Regions from separate parts of the Mus musculus genome. Here region 2 is linked to region 1. Evidence: chromatin contacts called from public HiChIP or PLAC-seq data. All regions are on one chromosome and are shown on one strand. The core of a region is the stretch at or near the end of the contact, and the rest is flanking DNA. Distances in the headings are between cores, read along the strand shown.

Region 1 (5,271 bases), core at 2,506-5,005:
ATGCATCTGTCCTGAATTTTTCATTATTTCCTAAACATCACAGTATAAGAGCTACTTACACAGCTTTTGGGCTGTGTCAGGCATTTTAAATAACTAAAGAGGAGGGTGTATATATATAATATATGTAAATATTATATAGATTTGTATGAGGCTATTCTGAGGAGGACTCTGGAAGTGAATCACCTTTGAATAGTTAGGGGTGGCTATATATACCAAGTAGATAAATACAGAGAATGTCAGCTGTCAAATACCAGAGCACACAATGAATCTAGCTGAGGGGTTACAGTGCACTGAAAAGAGGGTTGTTGTTGTTTAATATGGTGATAAGGTGATGTGCTGCTCCGAAGGGGAAGAGGAAGTAATCCCATGCATCCAGGGAGGAAATGGCAAAAACAGAGGCTGGAGCATACTCAGTATGTTGTAATGGCAGAGGAAGAGCAAGCAGTCACGCCTGGCTAGAGCAACAGAGTAAGGGGCTGAGAGCCAGGGAGATGGGTCAGTTGGTAAACTGCTTATTGTACAAGCATGAGACTCAGAGTTCAATCCCCAGAGCCCACGTAGGATTGCAGTTAGGGTTAGAGCCAGTGTGGCAGTGCTCACTTCCCAGCTGGGAAGACAGAGACAGATGGATCCTTGGGCCAGCCAGCCTAGCCTAAGCAGAGGAAGAGAGGAAGGGAGTATGGGAAGACGGCAGAAGGGAGAGGGTTGGGAGGATAGCTCAGCAGTTAAGAGTGCTTGCTGCACAAACTTGTGGACCTGAATTTAAATCCTTAGGTTATATACATATAAACAAACAAATAAATAAACAAAGCTGGGTGTGGCCATGCATGCACCTGTGGGGATGGAGAGGTAGGAGGATTGCTGGAGTTGGCTAGCTACCAACTTATTTCCAGGCTCAATCAGAAAGCTTATCTCAAGCAAACAAGATGGAGATACACACTATAGCTCCCCTTACTATGTGCACACAAATAGTAAGGGCTGGCCCCCCTCCCACACACACTTTCAAAGGGAGAGTAGGGAGTAAAAGGATAAGAGGCAGGAAAGAAAAGTAGCTGGAAGGAGAGAAGGAGGATGCATGGGAAGAGCCACGGTATCGTTCCACTGTGAGGATGCTGGCTTAGCAGAGAAGTTACTCTATCCTTAGTTTTTGATAGTTTTGAGGATAGAAGTGGCACTGTCGGGGCTGGAGAGATACTGTCTCATCAGGCTACAAGGACAGTGCTGGCAGACAGGAGTGCAAATGTCCTTCCTTCCTTCTCCTTCTCCTTCTCCTTCTCCTTCTCCTTCTCCTTCTCCTCCTCCTCCTCCTCCTCTCCTCCCCCCCTCCTCCTCCTCCCCCCCCCCTCCTCCTTCCTTTTTTTGTGGGAAAGAGAGGAGAAGAGAGAGCACAGAGCTTTGGCAGAAGGTGAGGGTGAGAAATGGAGCATTCTAATTGGCCTGGCGCAGGTGTTGTCAAAGCTCACCAGAGGGCGTTGAGAATGTCCTGTTGGGGCTGTGCAGTAGTGGCTCTACCTACAGAGTATGAGCACTCTTTTCCCCGTGCTCTTAGATAGTGTGGGACCATGCTGTGCCAGCCTCAAAGAATCAATTAGTAACCACCCAGTGCCACCACGTTTCTTTGTTTTGGAGACCTTCTAGTCTCTCCACTAGTCTTGCCTTCTGTGTGCTTAGATGTATCACCTCTGGGGTGTTTCTGTAGTCTGAGAAAGGAGGTTTCTGGAGCACGGCAGGGATCACTTACCCGCCATTATTTCCTACTGGCATGCAGCATTTTCAACTCACAATGCTGAGAGGAGAAAAATTAAAACCGTTCAGTGCAGTTTGCAGCAGCACTTCAATAAAACAATAATGTGAGCCAGGTATATAACTTTGGATTTAAAATTACACAGGTGCCTGCATGGTGGCACACGCCTTTAATCCTAGCACTTGGGAAGCAGAGGCAGGTGGATTTCTATGAGTTTGGGACCAGCTTGATCTACATTGTGAGTTTCAGGCTGAGACTTTGTTTCAAAAAACAACCAGACAACAACAATGAAGAAACAGAAACAAATTAAAGAAAAGCCAAGTTCTTAGGGCTAGGACGTAGCTTGTATAGTACTGGCCTCTTAAGTGTGCATCCTTAGGTTCTATTACTTGCACTACATACAGGGAAGAAAAAAAAATAAGAAAAGTCCAAACATTTATGGTGGAAAACAAGGTTTCTGTGTGGTTTCCTTGTTACTGCACTGGCTCTATATTTGACCAGAATGCTCTCATCCCTTCATGGAAGGTCACAGGCAGGGTCCAGTTCTTTAAACACATCACAAAGCCATGTGGGATTCTTTCTTCTGCTATTCTTTTTGCTTAGATATCAGCATAACTAGGGCTTTCGCTTCCCTTAGGCCTTAATTGTAAATTATTCTTTTCTTTCTTGCCCTTCCTCCTTCCTTCCTTCCTTCCTTCCTTCCTTCCTTCCTTCCTTCCTTTCTTTTCTTTTCCTTTCCTTTCCTTCTGTTTTGATTTTGAGACAAGGCCTCATCCAGCCCAGGCTCGCCTCAGACACACTATTCAGCTCAGGTTGATCTCAAACTCTCTTAAGAACCCAGGTTGGCCTTGAATTGCTTTTCCTGCCTCCACCTACTGAGTGATGAAATCTAAACTGTTCACTGCCATTTATTTATTTATTTATTTATTTATTTATTTATTTATTTATTTATTGCGGCAGTGTTTCTCTTTATGTAGCTTTGGCTGTTCAAGAACTCCCAATGTAGACCAAACTGGCCTTGAACTCCAAAGATCTGCCTAGCTCTGACTGCTGAGTGTTGGATTAAAAGTATGCACCACTACCCTACCCCCCCCCCCCCCCCAGCTAACACACCACATATTTTACTCTCCTACTTGTGTGGTTTGTGATGGTTCTTCTTGGTTGTCAACTTGACCACATCTGGAATGAACTAAAACCCAAGTGGCTGGGCACATCTGTGAGGGACTTTTTTTTTTTTTTTTTTTTTTTCAGTGATTAAATCCTTTGAAGTGGAAAGACTTTTTTTTTTTTTGGTTTGGTTTTTGAGATAGGGTTTCTCTGTATAGCTCTGGCTGTCCTTGAACTCACTCTGTAAACCAGGCTGGCCTCGAACTCAGAAATTCACCTGCCTCTGCCTCCCAAGTGCTGGAATTAAAGGTGTGTGCCACCACTGCCGGGCTCATTTTTTAATCCAAATCTTTTGATGTGGGAAGATCCACCTTTAATCTGGGCCACACCTTCTTCTGGAAGCCTATATAAGGGACATGGAAGAAGGAAGATTGTCGCCTTTCTGCCTGCTTGCCCTTGCTCTCCCTGGCAAGTCCACTCCTTCCCTGGCATCAGTCCTTACTTTTTTAGACTTCTGGCATATAGTGAACAGCAGTTGAGATATCCAGGCCTGTGAACTGAACAACTACTGGATTCTTGGACCTCCCATTGGTAGAGTCAACCAATGTTGAACCAACTGGGGCCATGGCCTGTAAGTCATTCTAAAAAAACTCTATAACTTCCATTCCTCTGGAAAAGCCTGACTAATACATGATTTGAATGTGAAGTGTCATGAGAAATCTCCATTTGTACTGTTGATAGTCCTGAAGCTGCTGAGCCCACAGAAGGCTGGGTGTGAATAGTGAGAGCAGATCCTTTAAAGGGATACCATACCCCAGGCTGCTGCTGCTGCTTCCCAGTCTGCCTTTAGCCAGACACTCTGCTGTGAGCCCCACTGCTGCTTTCCCTGCTAAGACAAACAGCAGCCTTCTGAAGGTGGGAGCAGAAAGCTATCAGAATTGGGCTTGCTGGCTCACACCTCTGATCCCAGCACTAGGGAGGCAGAGGCAGGTGTGAATTTGTGAACTCTCAGCCAGCCTGGTTCACGTAGTGAGTCCCAGGCTAGTTAGGGCTACGTAGTATGACCTTGTCTCCAAAAACAAAATATAAAGTAAACCTTTCCTCTCTTAACTTTTTTTTTTCTGTCAGGTATTTGGTCACAGCAGCAGAGAAGTAACTGATAGCACCCACTGCTCTTTTTTTTTGTTCCTTAATACTTTATACTAAGCAACAAACCACACTTAAAATTTGTATCTTGTCTATCTACCTGGAAAAACCACAAATCATTCAAACAAGAGTTCCTGATTCCTCCTTTTCTTTGTTTGCTCCTCTTTCAGTCTGGCATGTGTTGCTTCTTGAAAGAATGGTTCTGCTGTTGGGAGATGATTGGCACCAACACATCCCAAGGTCTTTACATTGTTTGGGGAGGAAGGCAGTGGCATAGATGAATGAACTCACATGCGCTCTACACTACTTTAAGGGTTATTATTAAGAGGACATAAATAGACTACGACTCCAACATCCATACAAAGGTACAGGCTAAAAAGAAAACCCAATTCAATCAGTAGAGAGAGAGAAAAAAAAGAAAGAAAGAAAAGAAAAGAAAAGACAGCAAAAGCATATGTTAAAAAGAAAGCACAAAGCTTCCTGATTCCTGTAGAATCAGGGTTCTAAATCCCTCCACAGTCCTTCAAAAGCCATACTGAGCAACAACAGAAACCAATTAAATCACCCCAGCTTTCACCTACAGCATCAGTCAGAGACAGAGAGAATACCTTGAGCTTCAATTTACATGTAAATGGGAGATAAATGTTTGAAGCCTGAAGAACCAGCTTGAATACAATCAACAGCCCAATACAATCAGAAGGGTGAGCATGCAGAGAGTAGCTGAGAGCTAGAGTTGATAGACAGCATCAGCTCCACTATCCCATAAGGAATGGATGCTAGCCTGGGGGCAGAAATAGTGAATTCTGCTCCGAGACCACTTATGACATATTAAGTCCTCAACTACCCTAAAAATAGCTACAGTATAAACATTCTGTGAAGACAATACAGTAAAAATATGGATTATAATACAATGAACAGCAAAAGACTCTTCTACCTAGGGACTTCAGAATTTTTGTTAAACAGTTCTTGAATCATAAGTGTAATACAAACCAAAATTGCAGAACCTCACAAAATAGCAATAATGAAAACACAGCTTAGCAGCATCTATGTGCTACTGTAGAAGCAGTTGTCAAAAAGAAATGAAGCTGCAGATATAGCTCAATGGTTAAGAATGTTGCCTGGGGGCTGGAAAGATGCCTCAGTGGTAAAGAGCACTGTCTGCTCTTCCAGGGGTCCGAGTTCAATTCCCAGCAACCACATGGTGGCTCACAACCATCTATATTTGGACTTGATGCCTTTTTCAGCTATACAAGCAGATAGAGCACTCATATATG
Region 2 (5,691 bases), core at 2,820-5,319, 110 kb after region 1:
TGATTAGACTGATTGATGATGTACTATGAAAAGAGCTCTGCAGGTGCAGGATGTGGTTCAGAGGAGTGGGTCAGAGGAGAGCAGAGTGCAGTTCTGGAAGCTGCCTCAGAGGCCAGCCTGACTCCTGCCCCGGTTCACTTTCTGTTGCTGTGACGAAACACGGGGACCAGAAGTAAGCTGGGGAGGAAAGGGTTTATTTGGCTTACTCGTCCATATCAGTGAGGGAGAAGTCAGGGCAGGAACCCAAGCAGGAGCAGTGGCAGGAACCGTGACAGAGCGCTGCTTACTGGCTTGCTCCCTCTGCCTTGCTCAGGTGGCTGTTTTATGTCTCCAGGCACCACCTGCCCAGGGCTGGCCCTACTCACAATGGGCTGGGTTCTCCTACATCGATCATTAAATGGAAAAAAAAATGCTCCACAGACTTTCCCACAGGCCAATCTGATGGAGGCAACCCTTCATCTGATGATCTGATGGAGGCAACCCCTCATCTGATGCTCCCCCATTCCAGGGTTCCAGCTTGTGTCCGGTTGACCAAAGCAAAACAAAACTAACCAGTGCAAGCTCTTCTCTAGATCCTGCTCCGGACTTTCTGGCACAGGTTGAAAGTCAGATGGCACCCTGGTCCTGGGTGGTGAGAGGGCCCGGGGTCTGGCGAGGAGAGAAGATCCTGCCTGGCATGGCTTTTCTACTTAATGGTTCCACTGTCCATGTAGGCCAGACCTCCAGTACCCCAAGGCAGATTGGGCTGTCTCTGTAAATTTCTCCTGGGACTGTCTAAGGGGCACAAGTGACCTTTACCCTAAAGGCTCACCACTTGTCTCAGGTGACAATCTTTTGTTTGTTTGTTTGAGACAGGGTTTCTCAGTGTAGCCCTGGCTGCCCTGGAACTCACTCTGTAGACCAGGCTGGCCTCGAACTCAAAAATCTGCCTGCCTCTGCCTCCCAAGTACTGGGATTAAAGGTGTGTGCCACCACTGCCCAGCTTCTCAGGTGACGATCTTAGGCCCCAGTGAGTACTAATAGTCTTAGGCACCTGGCTCTCTTTCTACTTCATTTTGTCCCCTCCTCCAGTCCCCATCAGCCACTTGGAATTTCTTAAGGCAACCCAGGTGATAGGTACTCCAATTAAGACAAAAAGCACAGAGAGGTTAAACTTCCTCAAAGCCACACAGAAGTGAGTGGAGGAGCCGGGGTAGAGTCTACTGGAGTTAGTCCAACCTCCACACTATAGCACCTTTCAGGGCCTATGGAGGTTTGGGGGGGGTGCATCAGACTCATTCATACTTCTGACAGAGGTCTGGGGGAGTTCAGAGATGGGGCTTGGATGTGCTTGGGAGGAGTGCTGAGGTTGGGTTTGAGGCTTAGTGGGGCAGGGCAGAGAATGCTGGTGGTTTTGAGTCTACATGATGAGAGTCTGGGGCTGCCCATGCTGTGTGGGCCATGGGGGGCGGGGTAGAGGGCTGTGTATGTGGCTATGTTTAAGAGGCTAAGGAGCTGTGATCTGGGTACCCTGGAAATGTGCAGGGAGAAGCCACCGATCAAGATTGGAAGTACAGAGTGGGTAGGCGTGAATGGGGGTCCAGACAGAGAGAACCACACCCAGACACAGGAAAGTGGGTACCAGAGAACCGAGTGAACCTGTGGGTAGAAGCTGTATAGAGGAATGCTTAGTTTTCCTTTCATTTCTTCTCTTTTCTTCTTTTCTTCTCTTCTTGCCTCCTCTCCCCTTCCCTCTCCTCTCCTCTCCTCTCCTCTCCTCTCCTCTCCTCTCCTCTCCTCTTCTTTCTTCCTTTCCTTTCCTTTTCTTTCCTTTCCTTTCCTTTCCATTCTTTTTAAAAATTTGAGTCAGGGTCTAACTTGTGTCCCTGACTGGCCTGAAACTGGCTATACAAACAAAGCTGGCCTCAAACCCACAGAGATCTGTCTGCTTCTGCCTTCTGAGTGCTAGGATTAAAGGCGCCCTGTGAGAGGCTTATTTTGATGTGTGTGTGTGTGTGTGTGTGTGTGTGTGTGTGTGTGTGTGTGTGTGTGTTTAGGGTAGCATCTCCCAATCAGAGTCCTAACTGAGGAGACTGGGCTCCTCCCCCAGCAGATGAGAGCAGCCCAGCCTCTCTGTAGGGTAGGTGCCCTATGCAGTGGGTGGTAATAACAGACTCAAGGCCAGAGGCTACTTCCTAAGTTTTACCCAGGTGCATCCTGATGGTGACCCCAGCTCTTGAAGACTCATCTACTGTGTGGGCAGAGGTTTTCCATTTGGCCAGGAGCAGCTTTTTTCTAGATGCAAGCCTTCCTGCTGGGGTGTTTCATTTGGCTCATTCATCCTCTATCCACCCCAGGCTGGCCCTGGGTGGGCTGAAGACTTCCCGCCTGGTTGGCACGGAGGAAGTGGCAGAGGGAGGGCTCCTGCCACATCCCAGCTGGCCTGGGGGCTGCACTCCCGGATGGCCCCTGGGAGGGGCTCCTGACATGTTTCTTTAGATGTGTAATTGGAATCTCATGGGCTTGGTAATTAGGGGAGGCAGCAAAGCGCTCTAGAAATGACTGTAATTATAGTTACAAACCAACAGCTAAGCCAGGAGTTTCGGTGATCACCTGGGGGAACTGGCTGGGGGAGAGGAGAGATTTGGCTACCGAAGGTTTACTGTGGGCCAGATGCATACTGTGAGCATCGTGAACCAGACACCAGGTCCCTTCACAGATCTCTGGGGGCTCTAGACACCCCCACAGGCCTGGAGACCATCTGGTTTCTGGCCCCAATATGACAGAGGGGAGACGCTGGGAGAAGAGTGGGGACTTGGCCAAAGTGACAGAGCAGTAATAGCAGAACCAGGGTGGAACCCAGATGTCCTCTCAGCCAGAGAGAGAGAGAGAGAGAGAGAGAGAGAGCCTCACAACTTTGATTTCTGTTCTATGCCATGATCCCTCTTCTCTTGCCAACACCCCCCCACACACACACACACACACAAGTTTGGCATATTCCTTGTCCCCTCTCTGGAGGACTTCGAGTCTTGCTTCAGCTCCGTAGCATGACTTCCTCCGGAAGCCTTCTCTGTCTCCTGACTGACCACCCTAGCTTGAGTGGGCTGTCTTTCTCAGTTTCCTGCAGGGGGCTGTGCCAACTTGTGTGAACCTGAGAGCTGAGAATTGTTTTCAGGAATTTTGTGAGGGTTGTTAAACACAGCTACTGTTAATAATTAAGTTACATAAACTTATAATTAGGTATATTTATACACACTGGAAACATCGTCTTCTAACTTGCTACACTTTTCAATTATCTGAACTCATAGGTTATTTGTGCCTATTGTAGCTGGTGGTGGAGACTCACTGATAGTGGTGTGAACCTGCTTAGTGTTTAGTGGTGTTACACGGGGGTGGGGTGGGGGGCAGTGCTTCTTGAATGGGGAGAGAGGAATATTTAAAACAGTGCAGTCCTGTTCTCCTCCCCCAACCTCACCCCAGCCCCCAGCCCAGAGAGAAGGTTGTTGAAGTCTCCAGCTTCCACAGGCTCACCTTTGACCTTTGGTCTCCGAGTAGGCCTGGCATCTAGCAGGGGCTTAAAAAATTGGAATAGAGAAGGGAGAAAGTGGGTATTGTCTCTGGAGACCGTTACCTATTTTCAACAGTGGCCCTCAGGGTTGGCTCTGGGTCCTGCTTTACCCTGGGGTGCTCAAGGGAACAGAGGCAAGTACCATGGAAAGTCTATGGATTAGTAGGTCCTGGGATGGTGGGAAAGCTGCTTAGCAAGGCAAGGGCAGCCGGGCACCAGATAGCCAGGCAGGTGTGGGTGGTTTTGGCAGGACTCACAGGCAGCTGGGTCCTGCCTCTTCCTGCCCCAAACTGTCTTGGCACCTCCTTGTTACCAGGCCACAGCAGGAAAATGGGTGGAAAGGCTTTGAAGCTGGGCTAGTTTTTAACTGGCATCTAGCAGGGGAAAAGCCGGCTGACCATGCACAGGACTGGCTAAGGCTGAGCAGCTCCACAGTGGGAAGGTATACCTGGGTACCCAGGCACAAAACTCCCAGGGGCCCTTCAACCCAGGGTGAGTTCAGGACTCCCTGGAGGCAAGAGGGGCAGCTTGTTCTCCAGGCAGGTTCCTTTTGTAAACTTTGAGACTAGCACACAACATGGGCACAGTAGTGGTTCAGTAAACGTCAGTCCAACCAGGAAAATAAGGAGCTAAACTCAGATTGGGACTCAGGCTTGAGACCATTGCCACATTTGCCCTGACTTCACTTGGGGCCTTAAGATTTTTAGGGGGTTTTGAGACAGGTTCTTCACTGTGTAGACCAGGCTGGCCTTGAAATCACAGAGCTCTGGATGCCTCTGCTTCCTGAATTAAAGGCCTGTGTCCCCATACTTAGCTGTCACTTAGAGTTTTTGAGGGAACACAGGTAGGATCTATGGAGGCACTGTGTGTTCCTCCTCAGACCCAGCAACGCTGTATCTCCCCGTCCTTCTCTCCCTGTCCCAGTCTGCAATTGCATCTTCCTCGTGGGAACCTGGGAGAAGAGAGTGACTTCATGTCATATAGATGACCTAGATTTGGTTGACCTAAAGTAACCTCCTGAAACAATTGAACTGCCACTGCCACTACCACTGTTTTTTATGAAGCCCCTCAGGTGGTAGGAACTCACTCAGGGCCTTCTCTCTCCCATTTTCTGCTGCCCTCTAGTGAGACTCAGCAGTATCACCTCGAGAGAACACTGAACTTGTCTGCAGAGGCAGGTCTTCAGATTTCAGTGGAAACCCGCCATTTAAAATAGGTTGATTTTTGCATAGACTAAGAATCCTGTTCTCTTCCACCCAAATAGAATTCCTCTATGGGTAGCCATTTGTTTGTGTGGTGGTTTTTGTTTATTGTTTTTGTATTTTTGTTTTTGTAGCTGTAGTTAAAATGTAGCAAAACTGCAACAAAGAGAGATCTTTTTCTTCTTGACATTGACAATTGACTATTGATAAGTTAGACACTAACCTAACCTAACCTAAGACACTCCTGCTGGCATCCTTACCCATCACTTAAGATCCTCCAACTTGGGGACAACCTGTCAGTTTTCGCAAATTCTTATTCTTTGCCCTACAATAATAAGACTGTGACCTTGTGTTTTGGCTCCTGCCCTGGCATTTTGCTAAGTGCCGTAGTAGCATCTTTGACACAGGGCACAGAACAGAATTCCTTCTTCCAGTTCTGGAAAGCTGGGAAGTGACAGGGGAGCGTGGACACGGAGGAGCACAAGGAGCTGAGTGCCCTGACACCGAAAGCGGTCCTCTCCGGCCAGCCCTCGGGTCCTAAGCACTGTTATTATTGTCATTATTTTGAGACTGGGTCTCAGCTCCCTAATTACCTCTTACAGGCTTCATCTTCCATTACGGTTGCATTAGGGATTAAGTTTCCAACACAGGATTTTTTTTTTTTTTTGGTGATGGTTAATCTTTTTAAAAAATGTTATTAGCACATGTTAATTATACATAATGATGGGTTCTTTGTGACACTTCACATATGTACATATTGCCATCAGAGTCATTCCCATCGTACTCTCTTCTTCCCTTCCCTCTCCCTCTAATCCTCGTTCTCTTCCTAGTGTGTGTGTTCCTTCCAATGAGTTTCATTAGGGTTGCTTACAGGAACGTCGATACCTTACCAGAGACTATAGCATTGAAGAAAATGCCTCTCCCCTTCCCATCAATTCTTAA

What was found. HiChIP or PLAC-seq counts read pairs in DNA pulled down with a chosen protein or histone mark.
Region 2: a contact with region 1 is called in an H3K4me3 HiChIP or PLAC-seq map of the SCID.adh cell line, with 9 read pairs. The contact joins two enhancer-like sites. A contact is called at or near these places in 1 of 39 promoter capture datasets (neural stem cells), 2 of 15 datasets of contacts at CTCF or cohesin (CD8 T cells and large pre-B cells), 9 of 484 Hi-C or Micro-C datasets (the G1E-ER4 cell line, bone marrow-derived macrophages, ganglionic eminence and 6 more), 11 of 115 datasets of contacts at active chromatin or transcription factors (CD8 T cells, the SCID.adh cell line, embryonic basal ganglia and 4 more) and 4 of 9 other capture datasets (adipose tissue, embryonic stem cells, macrophages and 1 more).

What each region holds. Positions count from the first base shown.
Region 1 is chr9:57,879,001-57,884,271 of GRCm38.p6, forward strand. No RefSeq gene overlaps it. Among named protein-coding and RNA genes, the nearest start is that of Ubl7, 29 kb to the right of the region's middle. Within about 2 kb of position 3,756, at least 9 of the 459 cell types and tissues checked have an H3K27ac peak or open chromatin away from gene starts, as enhancers often do. A contact at or near this core is called in the SCID.adh cell line, where this site is marked.
Region 2 is chr9:57,990,837-57,996,527 of GRCm38.p6, forward strand. No RefSeq gene overlaps it. Among named protein-coding and RNA genes, the nearest start is that of Cyp11a1, 21 kb to the right of the region's middle. Within about 2 kb of position 4,070, at least 16 of the 459 cell types and tissues checked have an H3K27ac peak or open chromatin away from gene starts, as enhancers often do. A contact at or near this core is called in the SCID.adh cell line, where this site is marked.